2 separate regions of the Xenopus tropicalis genome follow, and region 1 is linked to region 2. The links are chromatin contacts, called in public Hi-C maps. All regions are on one chromosome and are shown on one strand. The core of a region is the stretch at or near the end of the contact, and the rest is flanking DNA. Distances in the headings are between cores, read along the strand shown.

The links. A called contact is a pair of places that touch in the nucleus more often than the background predicts.
Region 1: a Hi-C map of gastrula embryo shows a contact between it and region 2, with 1.4 times the contacts expected there. The contact joins two enhancer-like sites. A contact is called at or near these places in 2 of 5 Hi-C or Micro-C datasets (gastrula embryo and neurula embryo).

What each region holds. Positions count from the first base shown.
Region 1 is chr8:68,064,152-68,067,263 of UCB_Xtro_10.0, forward strand. No RefSeq gene overlaps it. Among named protein-coding and RNA genes, the nearest start is that of gpc4, 54 kb to the left of the region's middle. Within about 2 kb of position 1,385, at least 3 of the 11 cell types and tissues checked have an H3K27ac peak or open chromatin away from gene starts, as enhancers often do. A contact at or near this core is called in gastrula embryo and neurula embryo, where this site is marked.
Region 2 is chr8:68,030,421-68,033,120 of UCB_Xtro_10.0, forward strand. No RefSeq gene overlaps it. Among named protein-coding and RNA genes, the nearest start is that of gpc4, 20 kb to the left of the region's middle. Within about 2 kb of position 1,336, at least 5 of the 11 cell types and tissues checked have an H3K27ac peak or open chromatin away from gene starts, as enhancers often do. A contact at or near this core is called in gastrula embryo and neurula embryo, where this site is marked.

The sequences.
Region 1 (3,112 bases), core at 135-2,634, 34 kb after region 2:
TTGTATGTAGAAAGTAGCCTGTAGATGCAGCTGGGTGTCATACTACACTTGATTTTGTTGCACTCTGGGCCTTTGTGGCCTTTCCACAAATCTGGGGCCACAAGAATAGGCAACTTTAATCTACCTGTGTATAGCCACCTTTAGTTTGCCAATTTAGAATTGTTTAAAATCCACCCCAAACATGCACCCATCCTTCTAGACGGCATCTTGCTGCATCTATTACTGGTGTGTTTTGAAAGAAAACATGTTTTCCTATGACAGTATTCCTTTAAGGAACATCCATGGACCAGCAGTTGTACACTCAGCAGTCACCCTGCTTTTGACTACCAAGGTATGCTGGGAAATGTAGTTCAGCAACAGCTGGGGTTCCCATTATTAAATGGGTAGTTCACCTCAAAATTATTTTTAGTATGATCTAGGCAGTGATATTTGGGGGCTGATTTACTTACCCACGAACGGGTCGAATGGAGTCCGATTGCGTTTTTTTCGTAATGATCGGTATTTTGCGATTTTTTCGTATGTTTTGCGTTTTTTTCGGATTCTTTACGAATTTTTCGTTACCAATACGATTTTTGCGTAAAAACGCGAGTTTTCCTATCCATTACGAAAGTTGCGTAAAAAGTTGCGCATTTTTCGTAGCGTTAAAACTTACGCGAAAAGTTGCGCATTTTTCGCGTAAGTTATAACGCTATGAAAAATGCGCAAAATCGTATTGGTAACGAAAAATTCGTAAAGAATCCGAAAAAATCGCAAAACATACGAAAAAGTCGCAAAATGTTCGTTTTCAAGTCGGAACTTTTCCAATTCGGGTCGGATTCGTGGGTTAGTAAATCAGCCCCTTGGTCTTTATTTTGTAATTTTTATTTTGTAAGTTTTTTAAAATATTTACCTATTTGTTCAGCAGATCTCCAGTTTGCAATGCCATTAGCTATCTGGTTTCTAGGGTTCCAGAAGATAAACAGGAGATGGCGTAAATAGAACGTATTACAAATGAAATTTCAGTCTCAAATAGCAGTAACTTTTTGACTGCCAGAGTCAGTGACCCCCATTTGAAAGCTGGAAAGTGGTAGAGTAGGAGGTAAAAAAAAAAATCAAAAGTATAAAAAAATTTTTTGAAGAGTTGATATACTAAAAGTAAATTTAAAGGCAAACTACTCCAGAAAGACTGTTTTTTAATGCCATATTTTTGCAGCATGCTGGGATCATTACTGTTGGCACAAAAGGGGAATAATAGTAGAATACATGGAAACATATGTCCCAGCTCTAAAAACCCCATAATCTATGGCTTCTGGCTGATCTGGTGATGCAATGCTTTGTTTCATAGACTCCAAGAGGTTAAACATTAGGCCTAAACTGCATAAGGAGTATTCAGGAGGGCAGAGGTGAAAACAAATATTCAAGAAATTTGCATGCATTCAGCTCCTGTCAGTGGGGGAGAAGGATTAGCTGGATCAGAGGGGGGGTAACATTGAGGGGGAAGGAATATACACAACAAAAACTGTGTGGCTACAAGGATATGTTTTACATTACAAATACAAGTTACAAGTTGCAAATCTTTATTATGCATTAGCCATCAGAATGGAAATGTAAAAGGGTCTCTCCCAACCTTAGCATAATCATTTCCCAACTTGTTCTATCCTGTTATCAATGTTTTGGCCCAATATGGATGCTTTCTATACAGAATACCATATCTCAGTGTCCCGTTCTCTCTAGAGATGGTAGAGCTAAATAAAGCTACACATCAGGTAATTATTTAACAATATGTAATATTTACCACCCAGCAAAAGTGCAAAATAGAGCTAAGACCAGACAAGAAAAATCACCCCAAAGTTACAGCAAAAAGCCTTTATCAAAGGGAATTCTCCCGGTATTCAGCCCTCTTAGATGGACGGGCTTTGAGAATCCTAACACCAATTTAATGTTTATTCAGCAACCAACGTAGTGACCTCCATTGATTTAGGTCTCTCTAGAAATGGTGGCTAACTGCCCATCAACAATGCAAAAATACAAAATGAAAGTAAAATAGAAGTTCAAAGCAAAAAAGTTTTCAGAAATAATTCATGAAAGCAAAACCTTCCCAAATGCAGCCACCCAAACGTCCAGTCCAAACTCATTTTGGAGTCTGGGTGCCTCTTGGTTCATTACTAAATTGGCTCAACTGAACTGAGGCAGTTTTGCCTAGTGTAATAAATGAATGCTAGAGGTCAAATACATCTCGTTGGCAAAGGGAGCACAGACCAGCGGGGTATGAGAGTTAGCTGTCCTTTGAACTTTAAACAGAGACACACAAAGCTGCATGTAGTGACACAGATTGCTGAGAGGGGGGATAGTAAAGCATATACACATGGCTGCGTGTGATGTCACTTCTGCTATGCAAGATGTCACTCCCACCAGAGGTGATGTCACTTCCACCCGCAATCACCCTCTGCACCCTCACCCCCCAGCTTCGCCACCAGATTTACATAGGTATCGTTTGGCGGTGGCTGGGGAGGTTTATTATTTTAAAAAAATGTTTTTTTCTTTCAGTTATACAGGCACCCAAGGGCCACCCGCTTAAAGGCCCTCTGGTGCCTATATAAAAATACAACCCTGGCTATTGCCACTATTATTACTAATATAACGGTTGCTACTGTTAATATTATTACTAATGCTATTACCACCATTACTGCTTGCTATTGCTACTAGTAATGTGCTATTATTATAGTGTTGCTATCCTGGTTACTGTGGGTCATACTACATGGGACCTGGCGATTTCTATAAAAGGGTCTTTCCATAATACATTAAATCTACTTAAAAAATAATTTAAACATTAAGTAAACCAAATGGGATTGTTTTGCCAGCGATATGGATTCATGCAGCTTAGTTAGGATCATATACAAATAACTGCTTTATTATTAAAGAGGAAAGGGAAATATGTTATAATAATACTGTTACTAGTACTTTTATTACTACTTTTACTGCTGATGCTACTATCACTGCTAATAAGTCTTTCCTTTTATGACAAGTAAACCCTAGACAGAGATTTGTGGTATGAGCACTGTGTATGGTTTTTTCATTGTGAACAAAATAATATGAGCGCAACACTGGGGCATCAGTGCCCTACAAGGAGAAG
Region 2 (2,700 bases), core at 86-2,585:
GTCGACTCACCGATCGGCCAGGTTAAAAGATTTTGATCGGGCGCCATAGAAGGCGCCGGAGCAAAATCTGCCGTCAGGGCTGAATCGGCAGAAGGAGGTAGAAATCCTATTGTTTCTACCTCCTTATCTGCCGTTTCAGCCCTGAAGGTAAGTGGCGGATTTAACGATCTTTCGTGCGCCCAGTCGTCGCACGAACGATCACAAATCACCACGTGTGTGTAGTCATAGAAGGAAGGAACTACAGATATCTACACTGTTTAAAAACATAAAGCCGCATCCAATTACTATTCATTATACCAGCAGTGACTAATCCAGTGCTTATCACAAATACAAATATATGGGCTAATATCATTATCTTGCACATCCTGCGGGGTTATTTGTAAATTTCCTTAAAGAATGTGTAAAGTCTATTTTATTTCACTGAGGGGGGGGGGTGCCAAAATGTTTTTTTTTGTGTCCCTAACAGTGGCATTCTTCTGTGTTCTGCTACAAGAAATGTTCATGAGTATGAGTCCTTAGAAATCAGAGATTGCATGGTCACATAAAGGTGCAGATGTATTATCTCTTATAATACACAATCTTCTTTGGCTTACAAAGTAAAATATAAATATAGTTAGCCTAATACAGTTCTATAGTTTTTCACTGTTCGCATAGTTACTGTATCCTTAGAAAACCCCCCCTAAGATGTTATCCCATTCTACTCTTGTAGTGAGAAGTATTTTGGCTTTGATGGGAAAAAAACAGTGGAAGCTTTCTTGATGAAAAGTCAGCTAAACTCTCCTTTATAAAACTGTATAAACAAAAAATGAAGAACAGAAAGCATAAAAAAACAATACATTATTTATCTGTAAAAATTCCCTTTATCTTTTCAATTAAAACTGACATTTGAGTGTCTAGATCTCAAAGCTTGTGTCAACTTCTTCTCACATGCTTCATTGAGCAGCCAATCGCAATAAATACAGACATCCATGCGTAAAGCAGTATCTACTGTAGGACACCTTTAATTTCATCATTTGCCATTGTAATGACTTGCGTAATTAGTTAAAGCTCAAGTCACTCAGCTGGAGGCAATGATGTTTGGTGTAAATGGTTGTGAAATTCATGTTTTATTTCATCACCAAGGGCAGAAGTAATTACATTTGTAGACAAGAAATAACAATAACATAACATAACATGGTTTTACTTGACACAAATTATAAAAGCCTCCCCTAATCTTTCTTGCATTTTAATACTTAAAAAGCATTATTCATGTCATGGCTTGTGGCTAACAAGCCAGGACTTGTGATTCAGTGGGGGAGAAGGTGAATCTTTGTAGACTGCCAACAATAGACTATTGGTGGGGGTTGCCTTGTGAATGCAGGAAAAGGTTATTTGTACAACATTTAGTTGCAGATTTGCCAGGGTGAAACTTGAGACCAAGACGTCACCAAACAGCTTGAGCTTAGCCTATGGTATAGATGGATTTCTTTGTGTTCGGTAACAGGGGAAGGTCAAATATATGGAAGAGATAAACAGCACTGAAAAAGATCCCTTTGAAGGAGTTCTTTAAAAGTAGCCCAGTATAATAATAATAACCCTATTGGACTCAGAGTTTTATCTTTCAGGTTCATTGAGCTCCAGATTAATTGTTAGCAACTTGTTTACTTCATTTTTTTTTTTCAAATTTATGTTTACAGGAAAGGGGCTGCTTCCTATTTATAAAGAATTAGCATGTAAAACAAGCACTTCAATCACAAAAAGAACATTCAAAATTGGTAAGTATATGATGTAAGCAAATATTGTCTGCTGATTTACTTTACATTCCTAGCTTTAATAAGAAAAGGGTTATCCATATTCTCATTTTGCAGCATAGTAATTGATAGCAGCCAATTAGATATTGTAATTCATATAGTGATTGATAATTTTTTATGTACTGGCCACAGTTGCACCAGGCACATCTCCCTCTAACCATAGCAATTACACTGGAACCATGGGAAAAAATGCTGCATTGCGAGTAAACAAAAAAAAAACAAGGCAATTGAGTCTGAAATTGCTGTTACACACTGTGGTGCAGAATGTAAATGATGTAAAGTATTTTATACAACTTCATTTAATGTAGGCCTTAGGATGCATTGAAATATTCTACATCCCCTTTACACTAAAAGAACAGAAAAATTGAAAGTAAATCTTTGGCCATGTTTAGATAATTGCCACATACTCTGGATAGTGAGTTATTTGGCCATACATAAGGATTAATAAAACTGAACTCTAATTACCTGGCCTTCAACATGTGGGACCAGTGGTCAAATATTATGGCAAGGGGGAAAAAAAGAGTTGTTGCTGCTTTTCTCCACTGGCAAAAATGGTGCTGCAGAACAGGACAATGTACTCTAATCTGCACCCTGTTCCATAAAGCTGGCCATACACGTGGCGATCTCACGATGTTTCGTACGACCGCCGGTCGCACAAAACATCGTCAGATCCGCCACACACCATTCAGGGCTGAATCGGCAGGTAAGGAGGTAGAAACAATAGGATTTCTACCTCCTTCTGCCGATTCAGCTCTGAAGGGAGAATTTTGGTCAGGCGCCTTCTATGGCGCCCGATCAAAATTTTCTAACCTGGCCGATCGGCGAGTCGACCGATATCAGCAGCTTCCTGCGATATCGGTCGGCTCGCTGACATGCCATACACGCACCGATTATCGTACGAAACGAGGTT